Linked DNA regions of Sus scrofa: region 2 is linked to region 1. Evidence: chromatin contacts called from public Hi-C data. All regions are on one chromosome and are shown on one strand. Each heading gives the region's core, a stretch centred on a gene start, on an enhancer-like site or on the middle of the called end of the contact. The rest is flanking DNA. Distances are from core to core; before and after follow the strand shown. Region 1 has its middle 27 kb from the start of PIGM. Region 2 holds the start of IGSF9 (protein turtle homolog A).

The links. A called contact is a pair of places that touch in the nucleus more often than the background predicts.
Region 2: a contact with region 1 is called in a Hi-C map of alveolar macrophages, with 2.3 times the contacts expected there. The contact joins the promoter of IGSF9 here to the enhancer-like site in region 1. A contact is called at or near these places in 1 of 5 promoter capture datasets (liver), 24 of 47 Hi-C or Micro-C datasets (alveolar macrophages, blood, brain and 14 more) and 2 of 2 datasets of contacts at active chromatin or transcription factors (alveolar macrophages and skeletal muscle).

The regions. Positions count from the first base shown.
Region 1 is chr4:90,484,573-90,491,772 of Sscrofa11.1, forward strand. No RefSeq gene overlaps it. Among named protein-coding and RNA genes, the nearest start is that of PIGM, 27 kb to the left of the region's middle. Within about 2 kb of position 3,064, at least 2 of the 83 cell types and tissues checked have an H3K27ac peak or open chromatin away from gene starts, as enhancers often do. A contact at or near this core is called in alveolar macrophages, where this site is marked.
Region 2 is chr4:90,539,065-90,546,264 of Sscrofa11.1, forward strand. IGSF9 (protein turtle homolog A) reads left to right here and starts at 4,702. Exons shown (of 21, transcript XM_021089579.1): 1 at 4,702-5,027.

The DNA of each region.
Region 1 (7,200 bases), core at 1,814-4,313:
ATTTCCCCCCTTCTCCTGGGAAACAAACAGGAGTTGCCAACTGTGACTTTGTTTATTGTTCTTCGGCAAGTTGCATTAAAATTTATATGCGCCTTTCCAAGAGAAGATAAATTATACATATTACAAGAAGGGATGAAAACCCATTGTGATGATGACATTACCGTGGGAAGGGTGTCTTTGTTCTTTGCTTGGTGCATAATCTATCTATCAGAGCAGACCTGTCTATTCAGCTGGTCTAAGATGTCAGTGAGTTATGACTGGGAGTCTTTGGTGGATCGTCTCTGCTGTTGGGAAGAAAATGAAAAGGCGAGAACACTTCTCTTTGAGACTTATTCCTTCGTGCCCTCAGGGCTTGGCTGTGGTCTGGGGTTTCCTTCCTTGCAGGGCCAGGGGTAGGGTAGCGTAGAGAAGGTGGCCTTATTTTAGAGTTCTCAGATATGTGAAAAGAAAGCTTCATCTCCAGCCCAGATCTGGAAAAGATACCTATTCTAATCAAGTGCTTCTTGGATTTTCTTGAATAGAGGAAAAAGGGGAGTGAAGCAATCTTTTTTTTTTTTTTTTTTGCTTTTTAGGGCTGCACCTACGGCATATGGAGGTTCCCAGGCTAGGGGTCCAATCAGAGCTACAGCTGCAGGCCTACGCCAGAGCCACAGGAACCCAGGATCTGAGTCGCATCTGTGACCTACACCACAGTGCACAGCAACGCCAGATCCTTAACCCACTGAGCAAGGCCAGGGATCGAACCTGCAACCTCATGGTTCCTAGTCGGATTCGTTTCTGCTGTGCCATAATGGGAACTCCCCAGTAATCCTTTTTTTAAAAACACCTGTTAGTTGTGAAACTCTCATCTCTTTGCCTTTAGCACCATCCAAGGGGGCCCCACCCAAGAATGATTAGGTGATCCTCCTTTGTCTAATCTAAAGGAGGATTACATTTGTCAAACCTAGATTTGTACAGGATGCTAAGAGACAGAGATGTGCCCAAATAACTTGATTTCTTTCTTTTTAAATGGCTTTTTCCTTTTGCAACTCAATGCTAAGCAATTTTCAGGCACTGCCTGTGCCACTGCTGGGCCTGTACGGAAGGTAGGATTCTTCATTTGTCTAAATAATACTGGAGCTGAGTGCAGCAGGGGGCCCACAGCAAGGCCTCTGAGAATAACCAATGGAGCTAGTCTGAATATCCACCTTTTCTGGCGGCACCTGCTCTATGCAGAAGTTCCCGGGCCAGGGAGTGACCCTACACCGCAGCAGCAACCCGAGCCACAGCAGTGACATGGCGGAGTCCTTAACTGCTAGGCTGTAAGGGAACTCCAACTCTCCATTCTTTAATAAAAATGTTTAAAACGCAAACATCTTGATTTCTAAATGAAGATGAACTTTTAATGGGAAATTTGAAGCTCTCTTATGTGTCTTCCCTTGTTGCAGATATATAGCCGGTTTTCTGGGTCGAGCCCCTCAGAACCTTATGTACTTTGCTCAAGAATCGCAGATAGGAGTTCCCGTCGTGGCGCAGTGGTTAACGAATCCGACTAGGAACCATGAGGTTGCGGGTTCGGTCCCTGCCCTTGCTCAATGGGTTAACGATCCCGAGTTGCTGTGGCTCTGGCGTAGGCCTGTGGCTACAGCTCCGATTCGACCCCTAGCCTGGGAACCTCCCTATGCCACGGGAGTGGCCCAAGAAATAGCAAAAAGACAACAACTGAAAAAAAAGATAGATTAAAAAAAAAAAAAAAAGAATCGCAGATAATGCTCATGAGGTCTCTTAATCTAATACACTTCCCATGAGAAGGAACACTGTTACATAGTGATGACAGTGGATCTCAACTCCATCACTACTTCTTCCCAAGAGTCTCCTGAAACACTCGTTTTTATAGCAAAGATGCCTTCCAGCAAGATTGACTATAAAAAGAAGTCTCTCTCCCGTTGACTTGTGTTATAAAATCAGAGATATGATCACAGAGAAAAAACATCCCAGCTGGCTTGACAAAAATGCTTAGTTAAGGGAGGAGTAGATGACGTGCTGGTTTTATTCCACGATCACATTGTAAGTTCTTCAAGAGAAGGGGGCTGGGACTCCCTTGCTGTAGCTCCTAAAGAGTTGGTACAGGACCTTAAAATGTGGTAGGCACAGTAAATGCTGACATAGGTTGGCCAGGTCTTTACAGTAGAAAGAGAATTTTGAGAAACTTTTGAAAAGAGCTGTGGAATTCTTTTTGAAAATAGAATAAGATTTTTAAAAATTAGCATATGAAGAGATAAAAAGTGCCAGAATTAGAGGGGAGGAGAGGAGCCACCCTCTCTTGGCCCTGCCTCTCTGACGTGGCCCCTTAGTGATTTGAAGACGCAATGATAAAGCCCGCGTGAGAGTCCTGAGGCGAAGACACCAAGTGACATCACCAAATCTGCACAGCTAATGATGGAAAAGACAGAACCATAATTCAGGCTTTTAACTGTACTGGAAAATTCCAAGGACTCCCTCACTGCTTTTTCCATATGACAGGAATTTCTCCTATTTAATTTATACCTGCAACTTCGTAGGGTTTAGCCACCGGTTCCCTTTTTTGCCTGTAAAAGGAATTGGCTGCAATGCCAAAATGTACCAGTAGATGTCACTATATGCCATTTTATTGTGCATATGGTCTTCAGCTGAATTTTACTTGATTTTCTTAATTCCGGGTCAGCAGACTGCTGGGAATCTTTTGATGGAGGCCGCCGGGAGTTGGAGGGTTGAAGGAGGCCGCAGGGAGTTGGAGTGATTCGGGGGCGGGGGTTGGGGGGTAGGGGGTTTGGGGATGAGATGAGATGGGATGACCGAAGAGAGAGCTATGATAATTTTAAAATCTGTTTTAATCATGATGATTTTTTTAAAAAGTTATTTGACTAGATATAAAGGGCAAAACTCTTAGTTGAAACCCTTTTTATTTTTTATTTTATTTTTTTAAGGAAAAAAACAGGCGTTTCCTAAACTGAACTCCTAGGATGAGAAGTAGAATCCAACTCATCCCATCTGGGGAACCCCCACTTTCTCTTCAATCAGCAAAGTCCTCCTCTTTGCTTCACAGGGAGGGTTTCAAATGATTAAAGTGCACGAGGCTTGAAGTTGACATGACTGGGGTTGAATTCTGGCTCTGTGGTTAGCTGTGTGATCTAGAGCATGTTACTTAACTTCTTCTGCCCTCAGTTTCTTCAACTGCGGTATAACAACACTGATCATATGCTGCCGTGAAGATGAAATGTGAAAACACAAAGATTAACTGTCATTGTTAGCTATGATTATTTCACCTGATGAAAAGTGTTTTCATAGCTAAAATCATTTGAGAACTACAGACAAGCCCAAGTTTTTGTTTTAAAAATGTGGGAACTAGGTCGGAAGAGGCTAAGGAGTTCTCTGATTGTTTCACAATGTCATAACACAATACAATTATTTATGTAAAACAAGACCTGTGGGTTCTAATCTTTTACAGGTGTATCCCTCCCTGCTTGGGGAAACTTGATATGTCACCATGTGAATTTACAAAACTGATAAACTACAAAACAATTCTTCACCTAATGATTGAACATGCCAAATAGTTCAGTTTATTTTCAAATTTATTTTTATTTTATTTGTTCTGCTTTCAAAAGTAATCCAGAACAGGTTTCAACAAACGATGTGCTTAACTAATGATGCTGTCAATGCAGGAACACATCATCTGATAAATAAATATAAATGCTTTCCCGTAAGTTTTCAGCCACAGATTTAATGCTTTGATTTAATTGCTTTGGCAGTATTTTGGTTGGGAACATTCATATTCAGTGAATAGCTATATAGGCTGCCAAGTGGAGGCTTTAGTGAAATGGGAATTCATGGATCCATGGCCTTATGGTATTGGTTGCTTTGATAATTATTATTTAAAACAAAACAAAAAAAAACTAACAAAAAATCAAGCGGCCACACCCACAGCATATGGAAGTTCCTGTGCCAGGGGTCGAGCCACTGTAGAAGCAACGCCGAGTAGTTATGTTGTGAGCCATGCCTCCAGTCCAGCTTCGATAATTATTAATTCGAAAAGTTGTGGCTCTATCCTCATGCGTAATGCAAATTGTGTTACACTTTGCTATGGAAATCCACCTTATACAACACTTAACTTCTGTTTTTCAGAATTCCTAAGATTTCAAGTAGCTATTTTTAAGGAAATGCAATTTTATTATGATAGAATCCCATTGCCACTCCATGTGCTCCAATGCCTAGAGGCAGAGAACCCTCTGGATCAAGGAACCAACAGTTCAAGGACTGGTTTGATTAGACTCATGACTGCTTTGAAGATTCCCCGTGGTGCTCAGGTTGAAGCAGAGAGGCCATTTGAATCATGGTCACTGGTCCCTTAAAAAAAATAAAAGATAAAAAAGGCAACTTGGGCTTCCCAGTTGTCTGCTGGGATCGCTGCAGCAGTTGCTGCCAACAGAGGGCGCTGCTGTCGGCGCCCAGGTGAAGAGGCCGGTTTGCGCACCTGTGCGGTGCAGGCTTCAGTCGTGGGAGGCGCGACTTGCCCACAAAGCTGGGGAATCAGTGTCTAGGGGCCATGATATTGGGGGGGGGGGGGCTCATGAAAATGTTTTCGATTTAATTTCTTTTGAGGAGTTCCCATCGTGGCACAGTGGTTAACGAATCCGACTAGGAGCCACGAGGCTAGGGGTTTGATTCCTAGCCTTGCTCAGTGGGTTAAGGATCCTGTGTTGCCATGAGCTGTGGTGTAGGTCGAAGACGCAGCTCGGATACCGCGTTGCTGTGGCTCTGGCGTAGGATGGTGGCTACAGCTCCGATTAGACCCCTAGCCTGGGAACTTCCGTATGCTGAGGGAGCAGCCCTAGAAAAGGCAAAAAGACAAAAAAAAGGAAAAAAAATTTCTTTTGAAATCAAAGTATAAAATAAATACAACAATGAATATATAATAACGAATCCAGTCTAGATTACATTTGTTTTTATACTAACGGTGGTGAAATTTAATTAAAATTTTTTTATGGAGGAAAAGGCTGACGAAGGCCAATTGCCTAGGGCCCATGAAAGTTGTAATGCAGAAGTTTCTGTTGTGGCGCAGCGGATACCAATCAGGCTAGTATCCATGAGGACGCCGGTTCTATCTCTGGCCTCGCTCAGTGGGTTAAGGATCCAGCTTAAGTCACAGATGCAGCTCGGATCCTGTGTGCTGCAGGCTGGCAGCTGCTGCTCTGATTCAACCCCTAGCCTGGGATCTTCCATATGCCACAGGTGCAGTCAAAAAAGCAAAAAAATATAAAAGTCATAAGGCAACCTTGAGCTATACTTGAAAATTCCAAGTCCTAAATTTACTGCTGGGGAAGAGGGAGAAGAGACTCCCTGTCCTGAAGGCAAATGCTGTCCTGGGGCCCAAAGTGACGTTGGGTGAAGAAGTCATAGCCCATCTGGGAGCAGACTGGCTATAAAGGAGGTGATGTGGGCATCTATGTATTATTTTAAACGACAAAGCTAGTGGGGCCAAGACCTGACCTCACAGCCACGAGCTGCTAGCCTCTGACCTGCCTCCCAGCTCTTCCTAAATGGATATTTTACTCCCTTGCTCTGCCTCCAAAATGTCTTGCCATCTAAATAACATGGCACACCTGCACTGGTGGACAGGGTGGGGAGCTGGATGTTTCCTCTCGGGGGGAGGTGATGGGGGGCGAGGAGAACCGTGTTTCAGGCAAACTAGTTGCTTGGATCAACTTTCCTCCCTGGGAAATTACTGTTGGAGGAGCTCAGGGGTTCCCAAGCAGGTGTTTCTACCTGGACCTCAGGGGACACAGAAACCCCTCTCCCCCTATCCCCCTCTCCCGTTAACTCAAAGGAACTCTTGCATCAGGCAGGAGGGGAAAGTCTGACATCTGATCTCTCTCCAGACAGTGATGCTGTGGTCTCACCTCCACCCCCACCCCAAGGCCCTATTATTGCCTGGCCTCCTGGGGACAGCGCCTATACCCTCTGCGGGGCCAATTTGAAGCTGGAGCCTTTCAGGGTCTTCCTCCAGGAAGGAGGGGAGTGGGGCAGGGGTGGAGGTGGGAGAGGGGAGGGGAGGCTTGCTGGGCTGCAGGGTGGGGAAGGCAGTGGAGATTCTGCCCACCAAGCGGCATGGGCAGGCCCTGAAGCCCCTCCCATCCCAGGAAACACTGTGAGCCTCATGAGGTGTGGAGAACGAACAGGCTCCGTTCATCACATCGGGATCCCAGGATTAGGTGATGGTTATTTGACCCCTGGGGTCACTCACCCTCTGTCCTCTCCGTGGACCCTTCATAGACTGGCTCTGGTGGGAGGCAGAGGAAGTGTCATTACCACGTTCATTCCTATGTTCATTTATGGTTTTGTCTTTCAGCCTTTATGGAGCCAGGCTTGGGTACACAGATGAGTAATATATGGTCCCTGCCTTCAAGCAGCTCAAAGGTGGGGGAAAAAAGCAAATAGACCATTAGCACACTGACAAATGCTGGGCTCGAAGTCTGCCCAGCGTGCCGGTGGTAACTGTGCAGGGTGTGCAGGGCAGAGCAAGGCAGGTGCACAGGGAAGGTGACACTTGAAGGGCACACAGAGCAGGAGACAGTCGAGTGAGGAGGCAGGGAAGGGCCTGTGAGGCCCTGGTGCCATAAAACCAAGTGCTGGGGCCTGCCAGGGGTTTGGAGAGGTTGAGCTTAGGGGAGAGGGTGGAGATTGAGGAAAAATAAGCATGGAGAGAGGCGGGGCTTCGGGTTGTGCCCACCTGCTAACAGGTGGGGGAGTTACCCAAGATTCCCCAAGGGAGAGACACAATCAGATTTGAATTATACAAACACTGAGTCCTGGAGAGGTGAGGAGACGGCCCCTGGAGGCAGGGAAGCCTGTTAGGAGGAGATGACAAGTAGAAAATGATAAGCTGAGATATTAGACTAGAAGCTCCCTGCTTTCTGCTTCCCAGGCACCTGAGGCCTGGAGGCTGTGCAGTTCCAGGCTTGGAGCTCCCAGCTTCCCTGAGGAGAGGGGAGGGTGGGTGGGGCTTCCTGGGTGGGCGGGGCTTCCCGAACCCTCCTCCTCCTTCTCCGCCCCTAGGAGCTGAGTGGGCTGGACTAGATCTTGCTCTAGGTGGTACTGCTGTTGGGATCTGGTTGGGGCCAGTGGGTGAGGATGGGGCAGAGGGCCTAAGAGAGACTGATAAACTGGGGGAATAAAGAGGGGGCA
Region 2 (7,200 bases), core at 3,452-5,951, 56 kb after region 1:
CCCCAGAGGGATGGCAACTCGGCCGGATGAATAGCGGAGGTCCAGACCCTTGACCCCTGTCTGCCCTTGCTCTTACTGTGCTGTCTGTTCCTCCTGCATAGATTTGCATGTCTCACACCCTCTCTCCAGACTCTTGTCCTGGGTTACCCGCCCCCGACTCCCCTACAAAGGTCTTTATGTTCTTGCTCCTTCCCAAGCCCAGTGACCAGACTGAATGCCTCTCCCAGGCCAGATGCACCACTGCTTAAGTCTTGGTCACCCTCCCCAAATCAGGTCTCATGGATGCTACTTAATGTGGCTGCCATGGCAGCCTGGGGAGAGGGGCGGAGTGGGGAGGTATTGCAAGCCACTTGAGCCACAGGACGCACCTTGAGGAGTTCCTGTCATGGCTCAGGGGTAACGAACCTGACTAGCATCCATGAAGACACAGATTCAATCTCTGGCCTTGCTCCGTGGGTTAAGGATCTGGCATTGCTGTGAGCTGTGGTGTAGGTCGCAGATGAAGCTCAGATCCCCTGTTGCTGTGGATGTCTCTGATTCTACCCCTAGCCTGGGAACTTCCACGTACCTCAGGTGCAGCCCTTAAAAAAACAAAAACAAAAGCACAGGATTCAGCTTGAGAGTGAGTGATCTGAAGGAGGTGGTGTAAGAATACCGTTGGCAGAGCACTGGGTGGGACCTCAGAGATCTGGGCTGTGCTCTGCCTCTCGCCTCTGGCTTGGGACACTTTGCTCAGCAGGCATCCATGCAGGTGCTGCCCCTCTATACCAGGAACATGTGCTTTGAAGGAGAGGCAGGCACAGGGCCAGCTGACTGGTCCTCTTACAGGGACAGGGCTCAGTGACCGCCTTGGCTCCTAGAGGGGCAAGGAGAAATCTCCTGGGGGACTTTCAGAAGAGGGTCTGAGGGGTAGGGACAGGGTCGTGTGGCAGAAGCCATTCTGGATATCTCTCTGCACCTGGCTTTCCCCTCTCGGTGAGGAGAAAGACGCTGCCTTCTGGAGTGTCTTCCGAGAAGAGGAACACTGAGACTGTGAGGGGGCAATGGGACACACTGGAGAACCATGGAGACCAAGGATGGCTTTGGGGAAAAGAGGACACATGGACCAGGCCCTGGGACACCCCAGGAGGAGGGCTCCATGGTAGCCAAGAGGCAGAGTCTCCAGGGTTGGAAAGAAAGCAGGGTCAGGAGGTAAGTTGGGGCTTCCTACCTAGGTTTTTTGGTTTGTTTGTTTGTTTAGGGCTGCACCCACAGCACATGGAGGTTCCCAGGCTAGGGGTTGGAGCTGCGGCTGCTGGCCTACGCCACAGCCACAGCCACTTGGGATCCGAGCCGGGTCTGCAACCTACACCACAGCTCACAGCAGCACCGGATCCTTAACCCACTGAGCGAGGCCAGGGGTCGAACCCACATCCTCATGGATACCAGTCGGATTCATTTCCACTGAGCCACAATGGGAACTCCCTGCCTAGGTTTTTATGCAGGAGAGGAAGCCCCTCCGGGCTTAGGAAAGAGGAGGCGAGGGTGGAAAACTTGTCCCCACAGAGCAGCTAAGACGAGCAACGGATCCACGCTACTCCCTGAGGGCCTGAGTCCTTGTCCTGCTGGAAGGCAGCCCTTGGAGTTAGGCTGGTTCTTTGTGCCTCCCTTTGGCCCGAGCAGCCTGACCTCCAAAAAGGCCTGCAGTTCTCAGGCCAAGTCTGCAGCCCCCAATGCCTCCAACTCCTTTCCTACCTCTCCCAAGATGGAGTGGAAAAGGCCAACAGAAGGAAGTCCATCTTGCACACACATGGGCAGATCCTGTGTATTTCAGAGTCTGGGACAGGAAGTAAATAAGGTAATGACTCATCCCTGGATGGCTAGCCCAAGGCCTTCCCTGGAATTTGGCCAGGTCCCTTCTTCTCACACCCAGTCTCTGAATGGAGAAAGGCTGAGGTCCCCAAGCTGTCCAGAGCACCTGGAAGAGGAAAGCTCAGACACTCAAGAAGGTGGATGAGGAGTTCCCGTTGTGGCTCAGTGGTTAACGAATCCGACTAGGAACCATGAGGTTGCGGATTCGATCCCTGGCCTTGCTCAGTGGGTTAAGGATCCAGCGTTGCCGTGAGCTGTGGTGTAGGTCACAGATGCAGCTCGGATCCCACGTTGCTGTGGCTGTGGTGTAGGCCGGCGGCTACAGCTCCAATTGGACCCCTAGCCTGGGAACCTCCATATGCCGCAGGAGCAGCCCAAGAAAAAAAAAAAAAAAAAGGTGGACGATAAGCCCAGAGACACCCAGGCCTCTTCCCCTGCAGGAAGCCAGGATAATAATCCCGAGAGCACTTTACCTTTTGCAAAGTTTGTTCTCTTGAAAGAGGTGGGGAGAGGGTAATATTTAAGCTCCTATGTGTCAGTAACTGGGCTAGCAGAGGAAAGGCAGAAAAGACACCGTCTGCCCTCGAGGAACTCTTTGTGGGGTGTGTACAGACATAATTACAGAGGTGCGACAAGGGCTATGGGTGAAAGTGAAGGCGTGGTGGGAGGAGTCATCGATGGTGTCCTGGAAGAAGGAGGTAAACAGAATTTTGAACTGTGATTAGCAGTGAGTCAGGGAAGGGAGAGAAGTCATTCCAGCCAGATGAAGTGGAAAGCCACTGATACATGAACAAGCATCGCAAATTCTAGGGACTACAAGGCCACACGCTGCTGCCCTGGGATGAAGGGGTAGCTGATAAGTGGCTCTGGAGAAGTGGGCTGGGCCCCTCTGATAGGCTAAGGGCTCTGGGGAATTTAAGGAGGAACGAGACCCAGGGAGTTCCCATTGTGGCTCAGCGGGTTAAGAACCCGACTAGTGGAGTTCCTGTCGTGGCTCAGTGGTGAATGAATCCAACTAGGAACCATGAGGTTGCAGGTTCGATCCCTGGCCTTGCCCAGTGGGTTAAGAATCTGGTGTTGCCGTGAGCTATGGTGTAGATCACAGATGGAGCTCAGATCTGGTGTTGCTGCGCCTCTGGTGTAGGCCAGCAGCAACAGCTCCAATTAGACCCCTAGCGTGGGAACCTCCATATGCCATGGGTTCGGCCCTGAAAAGGACAAAAAGACAAAAAAAAAAAAAAAAAAAAAAACTCTTTTCTGATCAGGTGATAGGACCAGTGCTTATAGCATGTGGTCTGCAAAGTCCCTGGAATTGACAACATTGTCTGGTCTGGTCTTCTTGTCAATAAGTTAAATATAGGTGAGCTGGCTGATGCTTTGGTTAAGTAGAATCCCAGCTGGTTGAATAAACTTTCCCAGACAGTAATGACTATGGATGGAGGACAACCCAAAGGAAAATCTTTTGTTTTGAGCCTCAGGGACTAGTTTTATTAACTTTCACTTCTGGCATGGTGGGGGAACAATTAGAGCTAGGTTCCTTTCCTTACCAAAAAGCCAACAAGATGCATCTGAATCAGACCAAAATGACAATAATAATAAAACACAAAATAAATTTCCTGGGAAAAAAATGACCATATCAAACTTTTAAAATTGGAAACCTTTTTTTTTTGTTTAAGGGCCTCACCTGAGGCATATAGAAGTTTCCGGGCTAGGGGTCGAATTGGAGCTACAGCTGCCGGCCTACACCACAGCCACAGCAACTGGGAATCTGAGCAGCATCTGTGACCTACGCCGAAGCTCTCGGCAGTGCCAGATCCTTAACCCACTGAGCGAGGCCAGAGATCGAAACTGCATCCTCATGGATACTAGTCAGATTTGTTTCTGTGGCACCATGATGGGAACTCCTGGAAACCATTGTAAACCTCAACTTTACAAACAGTTATTTCAATGCCCAAATGAGATGAATTACCTCTCAGAAGAAAACACTAGAGACAGCAGAAATGAAACCTTTGAACCAGTGATATAGCCAATACTAACATGGCACCGGTGGGAGGTCTTTCCCATTGGTTGGTGAGGGCCCAAGATGTAAAAAAAGCCTCACTCTTTAGCCATCTTTCTGAGGCAGTCTGCCTGGCCTGGCTTTCATCCTGTGTCCACTAACATGTTTTCATTAGAGTTTTAGCACCAAGCTGCTACATTGTAAAGTAATGCTGGTGGCTGCCACCTGGGGAGATTTTACAGGAGCAGTAGTGGGAGAGAGCAAGCCACTGCTCTTGCCTCCCCTACCCCGCTCCCCCGCAACATTTTCATCTCAGGTTGTGGCAAAAAGCACCCAGACATTTATACTGGGAAGAACCTTCTATCAGTCAAAGTCCCTGAAGATGGAATGCGTTACTACAAGGGGCAGTGTGCTTCCTGGTCCAGGATGTGGTCAGATGGGGCTGGGTGACCACCGGGAGGGGGAATGTGGCAGGGATACTGGTGAGATGCTGGAGTTCCCATAATTGGGAATCAGGTGCCTGGTGCGCCCTTTGAGTGGCAGGAGTTCAGTCTGGGGTGAGATCAGCCTGCTGCTTTCAGGGAAGGCTTCCAGGGGAGCACCTGGACAGGCTGAAGACCGCTCAAGCCTAGTGGGGAAGGTGTCACAACCCCGTGTCCCCAAGGTGACACCAAGCTGAGGAAGTGGAGAGCTCTGTGGGGTAGATATGCAAGAGTCCTTTTGCCTGAGGTTGAAGACTCCAAGGGGGTGGATGGAATGGAGGGAGTCTTTGTGGGGGCTGAATCCAGCTCTGCCCTGACCTAGACAGGAAGTCTCCAGCAGGTCACTTCACCTCCTGGAGCCTCAGTTTTTTTCATTAGTTCAGCAGAGCTACACCTACTTCATAGTCTTTCTGTACAGGTTACGTAAGAGTCATAAAGCATGTAGTTCGAAATCTGGCACCCGGTGGGGGTTCACTAAGTGATCATTTATTTCATTCCTCCTCTCTCAGTCTCCCGTGCCAGGATCTTTCTCTCTCATTTCTCCCCTCCGGCCCCTTTCTCTGGGTGATTTGCGCTGGGAGCTGCAGCGGGAGCTGACTTGGCAAGCTCGGGCTGGGAGCTGGGAGCGCAGCCTTCCCCTCTGCACTCCGTGGGAGGCGCTTGGGCAAGATTTGGGAGCTCGCCAGAGCAGACAGGTATTTCCAGTTCGGCCAGAAAAGAAAAGTATGAAGGTGGGGATGGGGATGGGGATGGGGGAGGAGACCAGAGGAGCGGGGTGGATCCCCTGGGAGGAGGGCGGGGAGTCCTGCTCCCCGCTTGCTGTTCCTGCCCCCAGGCTCAGATTTCAACCCTAGATGCCGCATCTGCGGTTAAGCCCGTTAGCGGAGAGGAGAGGGTCCAACGGTGGCTTCCACGGGAAGGGAGTGTGCAAGGGGCCAGCTGAGGTCCAGCGCCTGCGACCCCTGGAGCGCGGGCCCTGACAGGCTTAGGAGCCCCTCAAGCTTGCGGCGGGAAGCTGCCGACCGGTCTTGCCACGCTCGGTGGTATCGAGCTCCACCAGGGGGCAACCCGAGCCCACGTGCCACCGAGTCCTGCCCTCGCGAAACTACAACTCCCAGGCCGCTCGGGGGTCGCGCCCGCCTCAGCTTGTCTTCTGCTCGCTCCAATTGGCCGCCGCGGGAGGGGGATTGACGGTCTCCAGGGCGACGGGAGGCGCTCGGGGCATCCGAGGCGGGGAGGCGGGTCCGCCCCCTATTGTGTAGCTGGAAGAGTGGAGCCGAGCGGTGCCGAGCAGGTGAGGGCGGGGGCGTTCTGGGGGGCAATTGAATGGAGGTGCCGGCGGGGGGATGGAGAACAGTTCTGGAGTTATAAGGGTCAGGAGAAAGCGGGGGACCCGTGGCGAGAAGTGGAATTCTTTTGGGGAGCAGAACTAGGGGAGTCCTGGGGAGCGAAGTGGAATTCTTGGTGGGTGGGTCGAGGCTCCGGGGGAACAGGAGGAGTTCGGGACGTAATGCGTGTGTGTAGCGGGGAGGGTGATTCTTGGTGGGTTCCAAAAGCAGGGAGAAGTTCCAGGGGTCCGGAGAAGGCGAGGGGGAAGGGAATTGGGGGCGGGGTATCAGAAGTGTATTGTGGGCTGAGGCAGGAGAATTCTGGGGAGGGAAATTCTAAGGAGGAGAGGATGGGAGAAATGGGTGGGTGGCGATTCTGGAGTAGATGGGGAGTTCCTTGAAGAGCAGAGGACCTAGTGCAATTGGAGACCAGGTGTGAAAGGCGGGGGGACTGTGAGAATCAAGGATAACTGGAATAGGAGAATGAGAGAGTGCTGGGTGGGGAGAGGATCAGATGAGGACATGGTTAGGGCAGAAGATCTTAGAAAAGCAGAGGAATCCTGTGCAAACCTAGGTTACTAAGGTTTTCAGAAAACTGAGCCAGGAGGGAACTGGGGGTTCCTATACATTTGGCAGAAGACTTGTCCAGGAAGGATGGGTGAGCTGGCTGGGGGCAGTGAGAAGCAAGAGGGGGGGGTGTTTGTGGGGAGTTGTCAGGAGTTAGGTGCACAGGGCCATTAAGTAGAGGCAGAAGGATATTTTATAGCCAGTCCCGAACTGTGAGGCCACCAAGAGTGGGGTGGAGGCCCACGGAGCAGAGTCCACTTAGATTTGCCAGGCTCAAGACAGCATCCACACCCCAAGCCTGCTGCCACTTCCCTAGATGCTCAGGGGCTGGGGCTGTCAAGAATTCTGGCTCTCATGCCCCAGGGCTCACTTTATACACCCTAGGGACTCGAAGGCTTTTTTGGCCTTTCAGGGACCATGCCCCCGGGGGTTGGGGAAGGGAGAGCTTGGCAAACCTTGGGCCCTGAGGATACGGGAAGCGGGGGAGGTAAGTGGGAGGTACTGGAATTGGCACTTGGGTCATGCTGTCTGGCAGAGAAGGAGGGCTGCCTGGCAGCATCGTGAAGAGGAAGCAGCACCAGCCGCCAGCCCTGGGACCTGCCCAGACCTGGAGGATGCTGCCTGGGCCCCCCCTTTCCTGCAATGTCTGACTCACAGCTCAAGCAGTATTGGGAGGCTGAGTGGAGAAAGATGTACAGGGTCTCCAGCTTGCAGGGGTTACAGAAGCTGGGGAAATGAGGCAAGGATTTTGTCGGGGGTGGGGGGAGAAGCCCTGGGAGACTTTCTGGGGGTTTTCATCCAGGCTTTGCCCTCAGTGGGCTCTGTGCCCCCAAGCAAGGCTGTCTGAGATCTTCAGGGTCCTTATTTGTCACTGTGGGGCGGAGGCAATAATTCTGGTTCCACCTTGCTGTCTGCTACCTTGTTATTAGCATCAGAACTAAGCAAAGAGGAGGGGGAGGAGGCTGGGCCATGG